5 separate regions of the Mus musculus genome follow, and regions 1, 2, 4 and 5 are each linked to region 3. A link is a contact called in public HiChIP or PLAC-seq data. All regions are on one chromosome and are shown on one strand. The core of a region is the stretch at or near the end of the contact, and the rest is flanking DNA. Distances in the headings are between cores, read along the strand shown.

Evidence for each region. HiChIP or PLAC-seq counts read pairs in DNA pulled down with a chosen protein or histone mark.
Region 1: a contact with region 3 is called in an H3K27ac HiChIP or PLAC-seq map of embryonic stem cells, with 2.9 times the contacts expected there. The contact joins two enhancer-like sites. A contact is called at or near these places in 5 of 39 promoter capture datasets (the C10 cell line, cranial neural crest, frontonasal cranial neural crest and 2 more), 1 of 484 Hi-C or Micro-C datasets (nephron progenitors), 5 of 115 datasets of contacts at active chromatin or transcription factors (craniofacial prominence and embryonic stem cells) and 1 of 9 other capture datasets (pancreatic islet).
Region 2: an H3K27ac HiChIP or PLAC-seq map of embryonic stem cells shows a contact between it and region 3, with 20 read pairs. The contact joins two enhancer-like sites. A contact is called at or near these places in 7 of 39 promoter capture datasets (the C10 cell line, the HPC-7 cell line, cranial neural crest and 4 more), 6 of 484 Hi-C or Micro-C datasets (the CH12 cell line, bone marrow-derived macrophages, embryonic stem cells and 3 more), 8 of 115 datasets of contacts at active chromatin or transcription factors (craniofacial prominence, embryonic basal ganglia, embryonic stem cells and 2 more) and 1 of 9 other capture datasets (embryonic stem cells).
Region 4: an H3K4me3 HiChIP or PLAC-seq map of embryonic stem cells shows a contact between it and region 3, with 10 read pairs. The contact joins the promoter of Pex14 here to the enhancer-like site in region 3. A contact is called at or near these places in 7 of 39 promoter capture datasets (the 3T3-L1 cell line, cranial neural crest, embryonic stem cells and 3 more), 4 of 115 datasets of contacts at active chromatin or transcription factors (embryonic stem cells, forebrain and stem cell-derived neural progenitor cells) and 2 of 9 other capture datasets (adipose tissue and pancreatic islet).
Region 5: an H3K27ac HiChIP or PLAC-seq map of embryonic stem cells shows a contact between it and region 3, with 5 read pairs. The contact joins two enhancer-like sites. A contact is called at or near these places in 6 of 39 promoter capture datasets (the C10 cell line, cranial neural crest, frontonasal cranial neural crest and 3 more) and 2 of 115 datasets of contacts at active chromatin or transcription factors (craniofacial prominence and embryonic stem cells).

The regions. Positions count from the first base shown.
Region 1 is chr4:148,649,875-148,652,574 of GRCm38.p6, reverse strand. Gm572 (predicted gene 572) reads right to left here. Exons shown (of 12, transcript NM_001368835.1): 2 at 1,333-1,433. Among named protein-coding and RNA genes, the nearest start is that of Gm572, 7.9 kb to the right of the region's middle. Within about 2 kb of position 1,409, at least 25 of the 459 cell types and tissues checked have an H3K27ac peak or open chromatin away from gene starts, as enhancers often do. A contact at or near this core is called in embryonic stem cells and pancreatic islet, where this site is marked.
Region 2 is chr4:148,723,144-148,725,843 of GRCm38.p6, reverse strand. No RefSeq gene overlaps it. Among named protein-coding and RNA genes, the nearest start is that of Gm32897, 23 kb to the left of the region's middle. Within about 2 kb of position 1,388, at least 33 of the 459 cell types and tissues checked have an H3K27ac peak or open chromatin away from gene starts, as enhancers often do. A contact at or near this core is called in embryonic stem cells, where this site is marked.
Region 3 is chr4:148,854,288-148,856,987 of GRCm38.p6, reverse strand. All of the region lies in intron 2 of Casz1 (castor zinc finger 1), which reads right to left. Among named protein-coding and RNA genes, the nearest start is that of Gm42352, 16 kb to the left of the region's middle. Within about 2 kb of position 1,302, at least 11 of the 459 cell types and tissues checked have an H3K27ac peak or open chromatin away from gene starts, as enhancers often do. A contact at or near this core is called in embryonic stem cells and pancreatic islet, where this site is marked.
Region 4 is chr4:149,098,479-149,101,178 of GRCm38.p6, reverse strand. It overlaps Pex14 (peroxisomal biogenesis factor 14), which reads left to right and starts at 1,336. Exons shown (of 9, transcript NM_019781.3): 1 at 1,336-1,407. The coding sequence starts at 1,372. Gm46722 (a long non-coding RNA gene) reads right to left here. Exons shown (of 3, transcript XR_003955172.1): 1 at 2,040-2,700; 2 at 1,599-1,734; 3 at 1,401-1,502.
Region 5 is chr4:148,679,388-148,682,087 of GRCm38.p6, reverse strand. No RefSeq gene overlaps it. Among named protein-coding and RNA genes, the nearest start is that of Gm572, 37 kb to the right of the region's middle. Within about 2 kb of position 1,352, at least 35 of the 459 cell types and tissues checked have an H3K27ac peak or open chromatin away from gene starts, as enhancers often do. A contact at or near this core is called in embryonic stem cells, where this site is marked.

The DNA.
Region 1 (2,700 bases), core at 160-2,659, 200 kb after region 3:
CTTCTGGTGTGTCTGAAGGCAGCTACAGTATATATATATATATATATATATATATATATATATATATATATATATATATATATAAATTCTTTTTTATTATTTTATGTATATGAGTACATTGTTGCTATACAGATGGTGTGAGCATCATGTGGTTGCTGGGAATAGAACTCTGGACCTCTGCTCGCTCCGGGCCCCACTCATTCCAGCCCAAAGATTTATTTATTTATTATGTAAGTACACTGTAGCTGTGTACACAGATGGCTCACAACCATCCGTAATAAGATCTGATGCCCTCTTCTGGTGTGTCTGAAGACAGCTACAGTGTGCGTAGATATAATAATAAATAAATCTTTTTTTTTTTAAAAAAGGAGGGAGTTGGGTGGAGGATCACAACACAGGGCTTGAACCAGAATAAACGTTCAGCAAACATGTGCTACTCTTGTTGTATCTTTTGTGTGGTGAGTGACTGACAATGGAGACCCCAGGACTCAACTGGTTTGAGGAAGTCTGGGCTCTACTAGTCTTTGCCAGGAGATTGATGATAAGTCCCTCACTCCTCTGCACTCTAATGTAAAAATGAGTTAGTGATCCTGGTGCAGTGGTGCACACCTTTAATCCCAGCACTTGAGAGTCAAGAGGCCAGGAGATTTCTTCAAGTTCAAAGCTAGCCTGTCTATATAACAAGTTCCAGGCCAGACAAAGCTGTATATTGAGACCCTGTACCAAAAAACAAAACAAGCTAGGCAGTGGCACACACCTTTGATCCCAGTACTCAGAAGGCAGAGGTAGGCAGATCTCTGAGGCCAGCCTGGTCTGCATCAGAGAGAGTTCCAAAAGGACAGCAGGGGCAACAGAGAAACCTTGTCTTGAAAAAAGCAAAAATCAAACAACAAAGGTCTGGCAATGGTGGCGCACACCTTTAATCCCAGCACTCAGGAGGCAGAGGCAGGCGGATTTCTGAGTTCAAGGCCAGCGTGATCTACATAGTGAGCCCAGGACAGCCAGGGCTACACAGAGAAACCGTGTCTCAAAACAAACAAACAAACAGCAAAGGTGAAAACAACAAACTGTGTTGCCGCCAAGTCTCCCTGCCAGGCCTGGTGCAGAGCCTGTGCCAGATACTTCAAAACAAGTGCTGCCATCCATGTGAGGAAGCCTGGTCCTGCCTCTGGCACCAGCTGCCCTGAGAATCCCAGCACTTGGGCGGCCATCCAGGCCGGTGTGCTGGCTACAGATGCCTTCTGCCTTCCATGTAAGCATGGCAAGTTGTCCGTCTGAGGAGAGGGGACCGCCCAAAGCCTGTTGTGAACCAGAAAAGCTTGATTGATTTACCTGTCAGAGCTCCATGCGCTGGGCGAGGCCTGTCCTTGTTTGACCTGACAGGGAGGATCCATGGGAACACAGCAGGCTGAATGCAAGCCAGACAGATGGCCCTGCAAGGAAGAGCGAAGGGCATGGAGCAGGTGCCCAGCCCAGCAGGGCTGCCTCGGCTGTCTTCATACAGCCGGGCAATTATATCTCATTTTTGGTTCTGTTTTCTTTTCATTTTTTCTTGCTTTTATTGTTGTTGTGTTGTGTTGTGTTTTAAGACAGTGTGCTAATCTTAACCTCGCTATACAGCCCAGGCTAGCCTCTAACTTGGAATCCCTCCTGCCTTTGCCTACCAAATACCCAGATTACAGGTGCGCAGCATCTCCATTACAGCTCATCTAGTCAATTATATTTATGTATATATGGATTTTATTATTTTTTTATTTTTGCTCTGCTACGGGGTCAAATCCAGGGCATCAGAATGCTAAGCAAGCACTCTACCGCTGAATTACACCCTAGCCCCAGAGATATATTGTTTGCATGCCTACCATGGGCAGTAGCCAAGACTTGGACCAAGCAGCAAAGACAAAGAAAGAAATGAATAGTGGAATCTTCCATAGCAAGCAAGCACCAAAGAAGAAACAGGGATGAGAGGCAGGGACGGGAACTGGGGATGCTGAGGGAGGATACTTCCCAGGACATCAATGTAAAAAAAGGGTTTCCGAAAAGGCAACATTGTGATACAGATTTTACAATGAATCCACGTTAAGGATTAAGTCATTATTGATGAGGGAGCCCTGCAGATTTACAGCCAGTTTAAAGGAGAGAGAGAAAAAAGAAAAGAAAAAAGGAGGAGGAGGAGAACAAGAAGAAGAGGAGGAAGAGGAAGAGGAAGAGGAGGAAGAGGAGGAGGAGGAAGAGGAAGAGGAGGAGGAGGAGGAGGAGGAAGAGGAAGAAGAAGAAGAAGAAGAAGAAGAAGAAGAAGAAGAAGAAGAAGAAGAAGAAGAAGAAGAAGAAGAAGAAGAAGAAGAAGGTGGTTTTGTTCTAGAATCCAGGATGTTGGGATGAATTTGCTGACAGACTGACAGACTGACAGACTGACAGACAGACAGACTGCCACAAAGGGAGGCAGAAGTTCTGAATGAACATCCCTGTCACACACACCAACCCTTTGACAAGAATCCTTCCCACACCTCAGGGTTCTCCACAGCTTAAAGAACCACACAGTGTTAGACAGACGACTCCATCATTAAGTACACGATATTCGGGGAAAGCCAGCCTAGGTGAAGTGCACCCCTAATCCCTGCACCGGGGAAGCAGAGTCATGTGGTTCCTAGGGGCTCCCTGGCTAGCTCATCTGTCTGGATTGGTGAGCTTTAGGCTCAGTGA
Region 2 (2,700 bases), core at 139-2,638, 130 kb after region 3:
CCCCCCCAATAATACTTTTAAGGTAATTAAGGTGCTGGCATTTCTTCTTCTGTCATTACTGGTCCCCAAAGCGAGTTTCAGTGACAACCCGTCCCCCAGTGAGCAATCTGGGATGAACAAAGAATTCAACATTTAAATGAAACAGGATCCAGCTTCTTGATATTTTTTTTCCCTTTGCCCCAGGCTCCAATATGGCTCTGCTCAACCATTACTGATCTCAGCTTCATTTAAAATTTTGATTTATTTTTGATCACTGAGGATTTTTTTTGCATTAATTTTTCCCTTAATTTTTTTAACTTATGTAGTTATCACATGTACATGTGCGTGTGGTGTGTGTGCCTGAACGAAGGCCTGTGGGCCTGTGTGCGAGTGCACGCGCGGGCCTGTGTGGCCCTGTAAGGTCAGAGGTGCCTGGTATCTTCTGTCAGGTTCCACCTTTTTAAAAAATTAATCTTTAAATTTTTTACTTATTATCACAGCATGGAGGGCGTGGGGTAAATGGGAACAGGTGCCATGGTGCATGTGTGGCAGTGAGCTCTCTCCTTCGGGTGACCCATGGGTTCCATGGATCTACCTCAGGTCCCCAGATTTCCTCCGTGAGTGACTTCACCCAGTGTCTCCATGCTGATCCCACACTCCAATTTATTGGAGTCTCTTGGTGAGCCTGGGGCTCCCCTGGTCTGATGGTCTAGCCTGCTCTGAGGATCATCCGTGCCCACCTGGACTAGCAGGGTGCCAGTACACCTGCCAGCTTTTATGTAGGCTCGAACTCTTTGTTGCAAAGCAAGCGCTTGAGCCTTTGAGCTATCGTCCACCAAGCCTTTTCATTTTAACCTGAAGCATGATTTCCCTTATCCCTCAAGCTCACTTTGTAGCCTCTGAGGACTGACCTTGAATTTAGGACCCTCCTGCCTCTACTCCAGAGCGAGTGCTGGGATTACAGGTGTGCACACCACATCTAATTTATGTGCCATAGAGCTGTGTCTTTGAGCCACATTCCCGGGCCTTAATTTTTACTTGTCTTGATTTCTCTTATGCAGGGGCCACCGTCACCCCTGATGTTTTGCATTGGAGTGTTTCATTCATCCCCCTCCCCGGGTCCCTGCCTTGGGGAAAGAATGAGCACGCTCTGGCCCTAAGCCCCTATCCACTCACCCGGGATTCCCAGGCTCCTAGGAAGCCAGAGGGCGGAGGCAGGTCCGGGGTATCCGAGAGGGAGGAAGGGAGCTTGGAGAGAGGGGTGTGGGCAGGGAGGGGACGGGGCAGCCCGCCGCCTGATGCGTATCGATTTGCGCTCGGGGTCGGCGCGGGGGCACCACTGCTGGCGGGCGGGGCGACCGCACATTAGCGCGGCGGGGGACCGCTCCCCGGAACGGCTGCGGGCACATTAGACTTCCCGGCCTGGGACGGGCGACCCCCGCGGGCGGGGCGAGCTGGCTCCTGCAAGGCGGGCGCTGTGCTGCGGGGACCCACCCAATGAATGGGCCGTGTACAGCTTCACCTCTGGCTCTCCTGCCTCTAGGCCTCTGAGTCTTCCGTCAGGACTGCTTCATTGAGCCAGGCCAGGTCTGGAAACACAGCACACACACACTACCTTCACCACCACCAGGGCTGTCCATTTCTTTTGCTTTTGTGAGACAGAGCAGGCACCCTGAAGCCCAGCCCAGTCTGGCCTGGAACTTGCAGCAGTCTTCCTGCCTCAGCCTCCTGAGTGCTGGGATGGCAAGCTTAATTACCACATCCATCTCTGGTTCCCCCCCCCCTCCTCCCGCCCTCCAGTCAAGGCTTCTCTAATCCCTGGCACTTCTCTGACCTCTGACCTTGGGGTTGCATTTCCACACCCCTTGAACAACTCTTTTAACAGTATTTTTTGCATTCTTGAGAACTAAAGTGAGCCAGCCCTTTGGGAAATCACTCCTGACCCACACATCCCCAGTGTTGGCATGCATACCCTGGCTGATCCAGAAGCCAAGTCAACAAGGCCCATCCACCATCCTTTGGACAGGGAACTCTTGGGCACCTGGGTAGCCAGGCAGTGGGGCAACATCAAGGTTGAATTCTAGTTCTGCTTCTTAAAAGCTGTGTGGCCTTTGGGCAAGTGAATGAACCTCTCTGTAGGTCTGGGGATGTAGCTCAGTGGTTCAGCATCTGCCCAGCAGAACGGGAACCATAATTCCTGCCCCGGCAGAAAATCCTGGGGACTACGGCAAAGAGTCTTGCTGCAAAAGGCCTGAACTCCCCACGGTGGGTGGGGCACACAGCAAGCAGGACATCCTTTGGGGCTACTGTGGTGGTACTGTCGCAGTCTCGTGGGAGGGGGGATTGGGGAGGGGCGGATTGGCAGTGTGGTTTCTGCCATCTCTGGCTAGCCCCTCCCTCTAGGCTCCACCCCACTTACCTCCCAAATAGCAGAATGCGTCACTTCCGGAATCAGAAAGCTTCCTGTGTCCTGCCTCTTTTCCTCCGGCAGGTTCCTTTCTCCTTTATCCACTTCCGCTCCAGCACCCACCTGCTGCTCCTTGACAAATGTCTGGGGAAAGCTCAGCGGGTTGCCTCCTGGTCTCTCTTCTCCAAGCCTCCCTTCATCTTTGTCTACATTCAGGGCAGCCATGACAGCCAGCCAGGGCAGCCATGACAGCCAGCCGTGGCACCCAGGACCCAGGTCTCAGGCCATCGGAAGTCACTGTCTTCCCTTCTTTC
Region 3 (2,700 bases), core at 53-2,552:
GGCCACTCCACCTACCCCCTCCCCTCCTTTGGTACAAAGCCAGGCTATAAGCCCAGGAAAGTCTCAGGGAGCACCCGTGTCTACAGTAGACCCATAGCACAAAACATAGCCTAGGAAGGGTGAGAGGAGAAAACCCAAGTTGTGGGAGGACAAAGGCTTGCAGAGGCCCAGGGACCCAGGCCCACAGTCTGTTGGTGGTAGATGCAAGCCCCTCCCCGCACAGCCACCTCTGGGACAGGCCAACTCGAGTCCTGGCTACACTAGGAAGCCACAGGGCTGTGGTGACCAAGAACCAGGGCTTGCCAGCCTCTAATTCCACAGTGAAACAGCTCTGAGTGTCGGTCAGCTACCTATTCCCGTGGCGATCAAGACACAAGGCGGGCTGTAGGTGCAGAGAAAGATCAAGTACAAATCCCAGAGGGAGAGGGAGAGGGAGGCAGGCCTGTGCCTTTAAAAGAATTTTCATTTAAAGGCTCTTCTCTCTTCCACCATTTCAGTGATCTATATGCAAATATGCTAATGCATGCAAATTAAGACACCACTTTTAGTCCCAATTTAATAGAAAGCATTAAAATACCATTTTTTTTTCCAAAAAACTCCATATGCATGAAGGAAGGTTTTTTTTTTTTTCTTTTCCCTTTTTTTTTTTTTTTTTTTTTTTTTTTTACTTTTCGTTAAAGTCACATTCCGGCAGCAATTTTATGCTGTCAAAATGTTCTCAACAAGGGGAGATTTGACTGGTTTCTTCGGGAGCCAGTAACAGGAAGCTTGGGTGCAGCCTCCTTTCTTTCTTTCTTTCTTTCTTTCTTTCTTTCTTTCTTTCTTTCTTTCTTTCTTTCTTTCTTTCTTCCTTCCTTCCTTCCTTCCTTCCTTCCTTCCTTCCTTCTTTCCTTCTGTCTATCTGTCTGTCTTCCAATCTTTCAATCTTTCTTAATTTTGCTTAGGATTTGGGGCAAAGAAGGAAAGAGGCGGGAAAAAGACAACGCTGAACAAGTCATCTGGGCATCTTTCAGGATCTTTCTGCTTCCAGGCCAGGGTCCAGCTTTGTGGCTGCATCAAACTTACAGGCCAGGAAGAGTTGCACCATTGAGGCATCCTGGGTGGCTCCTGCTCTCTCTTGGGCAGGGGGCACCACAGAAGCTTATCTGCAATGATTATCACTGCTGGGCACATCGCCCACTGGCTCAGGGATTGCTGGCCATGCCTAGCATGAACATACAGTGCCCTCTGTCAAGGACAAGGGGAGGGCGTACCGGAGTGGGGGAAGGGTGTGGAATGTGAGGCTTGTGCCCCTGGGGAGGCACAGCAGCCGGAGCTACACCTTAGGGCTATCCTTACCACCTATCTTTCTGTACTCAAGCTTAGTACCTCCCCTTGGATCAGCAGATCTTTTCCAGAGCTTCCTCAAAAGGCCAAGCTAGTCACACAGCCTTCCGGTGGCTTTTGTTTATTTGGTTGGTTGGTTTGTTGTTGTTGTTGTTATTTTGTTTTGTTGAGACAGAGTTTCTCTGTGTAACCCTGACTGTCCTGGACCTCACTCTGTAGACCAGGCTGGCCTTGAACTCAGAGATCCACCTGCCTCTGCCTCCCTAGTACTGGGATAAAAGTCGTGCACCATCACCACCTGGCTCCTGTGGCTTCTTATCTTTGATATAAATGGTCTCCATCAGAACAACCGCCTACTAGCCCGTGTAGTCCCCAGACTACAGTTTGGCCCCAAATGCAAAGACTGAGTGGGGCTAGGTCAGTCATTTCAGAGGCACAGCAATCCATCTCTCTGTTTCTTTGGGCAGTCCTTTTGGAGGCCAAATTGCTCCTGGAGCCCTGACTACCCTGGCATACATATTTGACTAGCTCCTCCATGGTTCAGAACCTTTCCTTCCTGAGTGAAGTTAAGCCACTGCAGATTTCTGAAGACTACAACGTGTTCTGGCCTCTCCTGCGAGGGAGTGGGGGGGCAGGAAAAGGCAGCTCTCACCAACAGGGGCCTGCAGATGAGGTCCTACGTCCCAACTACCTGAGTGTATCCTCGCTTGGAGGCTATGGTGGACACTGCCTCCTTGCCTTCTGGGAAATCCTCCCACTTCCCCAGCTTTCGCTGTGAGGCTGTGACGCCTGCAGGAGATCCTACACTCCCCCTCTCAGAGGCCCTAAACCAGAAGCAGCACCAATCCTGCATCACCAACCAGTTAGACTCACAGAGGTGAGCCACTTTCCTCTCACCACTGATCAAATGACAATGAGTCCTGCATCTTCTCCATTGCCAGAACCAGCCTGATGGCAAACACCAGGCCTTGCTCTGCCTGGCTCAGTTAAGAACCCAAGCCAGGCAGTGCTTTCAATCCCAGCACTTGGAAGGCAGAGACAGGTGGATCTCTGTGAGTTCGAGGTCAGCCTGGTTTACAGAGCTCATTCTAGGATAGACAGCCAAAGAAACCCTGTCTTGAACAAACAAACAAACAAACAAACAAGCAAACAAGCAACTTTAAGCTGACCCCTCTCCAACCATCTGCACCACCCAGAGCCTCAGCTCTACATCCATATAATGGGAGAGAAACAAACAAAAAACAGTCACAGCTCATCCCTGCTACCTTCTGGCTCCATCTGTTCACCTCTGCAGAACAGATGGGAATACAGACAGGGTGGGGGCAGGTCTCCCCGGGCCAGGTCAGTGATGCAACTGACTCTCTGGGGTTTCAC
Region 4 (2,700 bases), core at 87-2,586, 240 kb before region 3:
ACCTTACATAGTCTAGATTGGCCTTGAACTCAGCATATAGCCCATGTGCTGTGGTCACAGTTGTGCACCACTGTACCACGTAGTCATTGTGCTGGAGCCCAGGTTTTATGCATGTGTTACCAACTAAGCTATATCCCCATCTTGAGATGTCAGTTCTAATACAGAGGAGAGGCAGCCTGAGAAAGCACTATTGTGCACATGGATTTCTTATTTATTTATTTGTGGTTGCTGGGATTTGAACTCAGGACCTCTGGAAGAGCAGTCAGTGCTCTTAACCACTGAACCATCTCTCCAGCCCCAACACATGGGTTTCTTAAGACAGAGCTGCAGAACGCATGGTGGCGATCGCCTTTAATCCCAGCACTTGGGAGGCAGAGGCAGGCAAATTTTCGAGGCTAGCCTGGTCTACAGAGTGAGTTCCAGGACAGCCAAGGCTACGACAGAGTTTTGAAAAACCAAAAAAAAAAAAAAAAAAAAAAAAAGAAAAAGAGAGAGAGAGAGCGAGCTGCAGAGTGTTGTTGGAGTTTATGAACGCTTCTGAGAAACAGTAGGTACTTAACGAATACTAGTGTACCGAATGGCTACACTATTTTTTTTTTTTGGCTTTTTTTTTTTTTTTTTTTTTTTTTTCCGAGACAGGGTTTCTCTGTTGTAGCCTTGTCTGTCCTGGAACTCTCTCTATAGACCAGGCTGGCCTCGAACTCAGAAATCCGCCTGCTTCTGCCTCCCAAGTGCTGGGATTAAAGGCGTGCATCACCAGTGCCCGGTCGAATGGCTAAATTTTAACTTACATTTTCATGTGTTTATTAAATAAGTAGTCCCTAAATGTGCCCACGATGTTATGAGAATAGGGAGAGATTTACTTCAAGAATAAAAATGTGTGGCGCACGCCTGTTATCTCAGCACCTCGAGGTGGAGGCAGGAGGATCAGAAGTTCATCTAGGGCTACATAGAAAGTTTGAGGCTACTTTGAATTACGTGAGGCCTTGTCTAGAAAACAAAAACAAACAAGTCTAAACATACAAACATGTAAATTTATTTTAAAAAGAGGGTGAACCTGGTGGGTGATGTGGGGAGAGTAGGGGGAGAAAATTAGGAGTAGATGTGCCTAAACCACAGCGTTTATACATCAACAATGTAAAACAACAACAACAAGAGATATTCTATTTTTTTAAAAAGAATTTGAACTATGGATTTTCCTGTAAACTGCAAGATAACCGGGACACCAGTCTCACTCAATCCTTTTTGCCGGGAACCCGCCCCCATCGACATGCTCGGGACCTTCTACTTTGGTCTAGTCGGGAGAACTAGTGCAAGCGCTCTTGGGAGAAACTTGGGCCAGCGGCGGTCGACTAGTCAGGCCTGAGGAAGATGGCGTCGTCGGAGCAGGCAGAGCAGCCGAACCAGGTGAGGGGAGTGGGACTGCCCCGTCGCGACTGTCAGGGGTCGCGGCTGGGGCGCCGCTGGGCGCGCGGCAGGCAGTGGGGCGGCGACCCTGACGCCTTGAAGCGGAGGACCCCCGATTTAGTGTTTTCTCTGGGCCCCGCCCCTCTCCGGTCCTCCCGGCCCGGCTCCTCCCCCGGTGACCCCGCTCTCACCACAGTCCCGGGTCGGGGTCTCGACCGGGTCTCAGGCCCTGGCTTCCCGCTCGGCGACCCCTCGGAGCCCTCTGGGCTTGGTCAGGAAGGGTGGCGGGCTCCGGTTAGGTCCTCAGCACACAGCTGCAGGGCCCTGCTGGAGGAGAGAGAGGTGGGGAAGGCTCGTTGGTACCCGGCTGTCCCCTGTCGGGAGGGGCCTGGCGACTCCCGCTCCCACGGCCTCAGCCCCCAAAGTGCCAGCATCTGGGGCTTCATTCACCATGGGGCTTTCTTTCCTTTTCAAGTTGGGGCGCCGCTCTGAGGACTCCTTCCCTCCCAGTGCGTTAGTAGAAAGGGGACGTACTTTAAATAACAGACGCCACTGAGCTTTAGCTGAGGATCCAACCCTCGCTTGGCTGGGTTTGGTTGTCTTAGCCAAGGACTCCCCTCCGAGTTCTTCACCTGCAGATTTAACCAAATCCCGCTTCGCTTGTGGGACAGTGAGGGCCACTGTTGATGCTTGGGCTGCCTGGAAGTCGTGCTGATATGGCCTCGGAAGGGGTTTCTAAGCCAAAGGCGGAGTGGGATGTGGAGAGGGTTTTACCACCAGTGTGCTGGCAGGCAGAGGGCAAGTTATGTTTACTTTTGATTTTTTGTTTATTTTTGTGTACATGTGCGCAGCATGGTGCTGGTGGGAGGCAGAGGACAACTTTGCCGGAAACGGTTCCCCCCTCCGTCCGCCATGTGGATCTCAGATGGAACTCAGGTCCTCAGGCTTAGCAGCAACGCCTTTTGCCTGCTCAGCCTTCTCTTTGGCCCCAGGGCAGTGCTGCTTATCTTAAGTCTCTCTTCTCTTAGTAAAGTGCAGAAGTGGGTAGCAAGGTTTTGTAGCGAGCCCTAAATCACGTGCACCGCCGGGCCTTGATTTCAGCTCCCGAAGAAGTGTCTCTGCTCTCTGGCTATCTTATGTTTCAATGTGATTAGGATAGACCTAGGAGGAGCAATATTTTTAGCCTGGGAAGCTCATCATTCATTTGTCAACATCTTGAAGCACCTTAAAGAGTTTTAAACCACTTACAGATATTTCCCTTCCTTCCTAGGCAGAGGACTACTACTTAGAGTC
Region 5 (2,700 bases), core at 103-2,602, 170 kb after region 3:
CCCAAAACCTACAAACTCTGCCCATTTGCACGTAGTTACACTAAGACTATCTGAAAGACCCCATTGGGAGGAAATCAATGGGTTAGTCAAGTCCAAAGATAAACTTGTCGAAGCTTAAGAAGACAGCCAGAGAGTGGGCAAGACAGGGGAGGGAAACCCTACCCCACCTTATGGGGAACTGTTCTTTGATAGGAAAAGGCTGAAGAGAAAAGCTGAAAGGAGGAGGAAGACTTCCTAGGGAGAGAGTTACCGCTGACCTCTTCTGAGGGTTGTACCCCAGAGGCCCCCCCACCCCTAAGCCCCCAACCCTTGTAGCAGCCCCAGGTCAGGCTGGAACAGTGTGTTATGCTGCCCCCTGCTGGCTGCTCTTTACATTGCAGCTCCACTTTTAACTGGAGACCCAGCTTCAGGCTCTGGGGTCCAGTGTCAGCCATTCTCCATCTAGAAGGGCCACGAGGACCGCCGCCCACGACCCCACCACCACCTTTAACCAAGATCTCTCCCAGGCAGGACTCGGATCTACAGAGAAGCATGCACTGGTGTCGTGGGGAACTCTGCGGTGAGTTCCCATGCAGCCCCGCCCTGGCTGGAGGAGTTTATCAAATGTGCTTTCTGCTTCCTGGCATTAGGCTCCCCTGGCACTTTTATTCCAGCCATAAAAAGGCTATTTCATTGAGAAATAAAGTCCCATCTCCCTGACGTGTAACTCCTTTCAGAGCTCTTACTCAACTGCCAGGCAAAATTTATGCTTCCTGGATGCTCTCTCTTGTGATTGCAACTGGAAATTGGGCAGAAAGCTGGAAGGCAGATCTCCTTCCTGGCCAATAGGACCTGGGTTTGTTTCTTTGGTCTAAAGGAATTCTGAAGACTCAAGGTGTGCTGGAAGGATTCCTTGCCTAAGAATATGAAGACCTTGAGTTACTATTTTCCAGCTATCTATGTGACCTTGGATCAGGCTGTGAGCCTCAGTTTCTGCATCCATAAAATGGAAACAATCGTTTCTTTCTTCCTCAAAGGGGTGGTCCTGCTTACAGTGGGCAGATGGTGGTGGCAAGACTTTGAAACAGAATGTAGCCTTTATTTTAGAGGCAAAGGAGTTCTTTGACTTAGGGAGTACCAGTCTCCTCTCTCTCTCTCTCTCTCTCTCTCTCTCTCTCTCTCTCTCTCTCTCTCTCTCTCTCTCTCTCTCTCTCTCTCTCTCTCTCTCCCTAGCAGTTGTTTTCTTGTGTGCAATGGAGCACCTCCTGAATCCACAGGAAGTCTTGTTAGAATGCAAACTATCAGGCCTCACTGACTGAATTTCTTGATCTGTCATCTGGGGTGTGGTCCAATTCATTCGTTAAGATAATGCAGTGGCCCAGCTAGACTTTGGTAACTGAGGGACATTCCAAGTTTAATAATTTGCATATCTAAACTGAGCAGGGTGGGACTTGGCTGTAATCTCTTTAACTGAGAGAAGGAAAACTGGAAGATCAGAAATTCAAGGTCAGCCTTGGCTACACAGAGGGTTCCAGGGCAGCCTGGGCTACATGACACCCTGTCTCAAAACAAAACAAAAACAAAACCACCCTAGTGATTTGTGTTTCTAGTGAATTCCCAGGGAATGTAGGCATTGCTGGCTGGGGACCTCACTCTGAAGGGCACAGTGCTGGGGTGTGGAATGGCTCACCCTGGGTCTCCAAAGAGGAAAAAGGAGGGCTGGGGAGAGGAGATAGGCCTGAGACATAGTTCAGTTGGTAGGGTTCTTGCCTAGCATGCACGATGCCTCCGGTTCCATGTCCAGCCTTATATGAGTGACATATGGCAAGGCCGTTCATGCCTGTAATCCCAGCACTCGGAAGATAGAGGATCGGGAGTTCGGTTACTCCCTAATCTGGAGAATTACTGAGTTGATAATAAGTACAGTTCCAGTTTAAGTGAGATTCAAATACCCAACAGAGACTTGCAGCCGGCGCTAAAAGGGTATGCCGTGACAGGAAGCCATCACGGGAAGCAGAGGACATCTGAGAGTCCAGGGCCACAGGCTTGGTACTCACAGAGGCAAACCCAGGGATTTTCTGGCTGTGTTGACTGCTGCGCAGGACAGACAAGGAAGAAGTACAGTGTATGTATGCTTACTGGCTGAGACTCTGGGGAGGAGAAGATTAGAACCCAAGGGACCCAAATGATGTCTAATCACATTGAATAGCCTAGACTGGCTAAGACCCCACAACCCCAACCCCACAGAACCCCTTTCCACGATGTCACGGCACACAGATGTGTCAGGCATAAACAGATGCCTGCCTGCAAGACCTGGGAGGTCTCGGCAAGAAAATTAGATGTCCCCAAGGCAGGGACGATGTTCACGAGTATGCCTGCCATAGCCCCAGAATTGGTCATGGGTACCATTCTGGCCCTGGCACATCAAGTGTAGGAGGGGCCATAGAGTCAGTGTTGTTACGTCTTAAAAGAGAACAGGAGTCCTGCATGGAACCCCGAGCACTTTTTAATTAAAGAAGACTTCCCACTTTTGAGAGGGTGAGGAGAGTTAGCTGAGGGGAAAGAAATGGCTGCCTATTGTTTATTCTGCCTGAGAAGAGCATCCAGAGCCCAGGCCAAGCCAGGCCTAGCCTCTTCCTGCCCTGGGAATTGCTGGACCATTCATAGCGATCATTTTATTTTATTTCATTTTATTTTATTTTATTTTATTTTATTTTGATA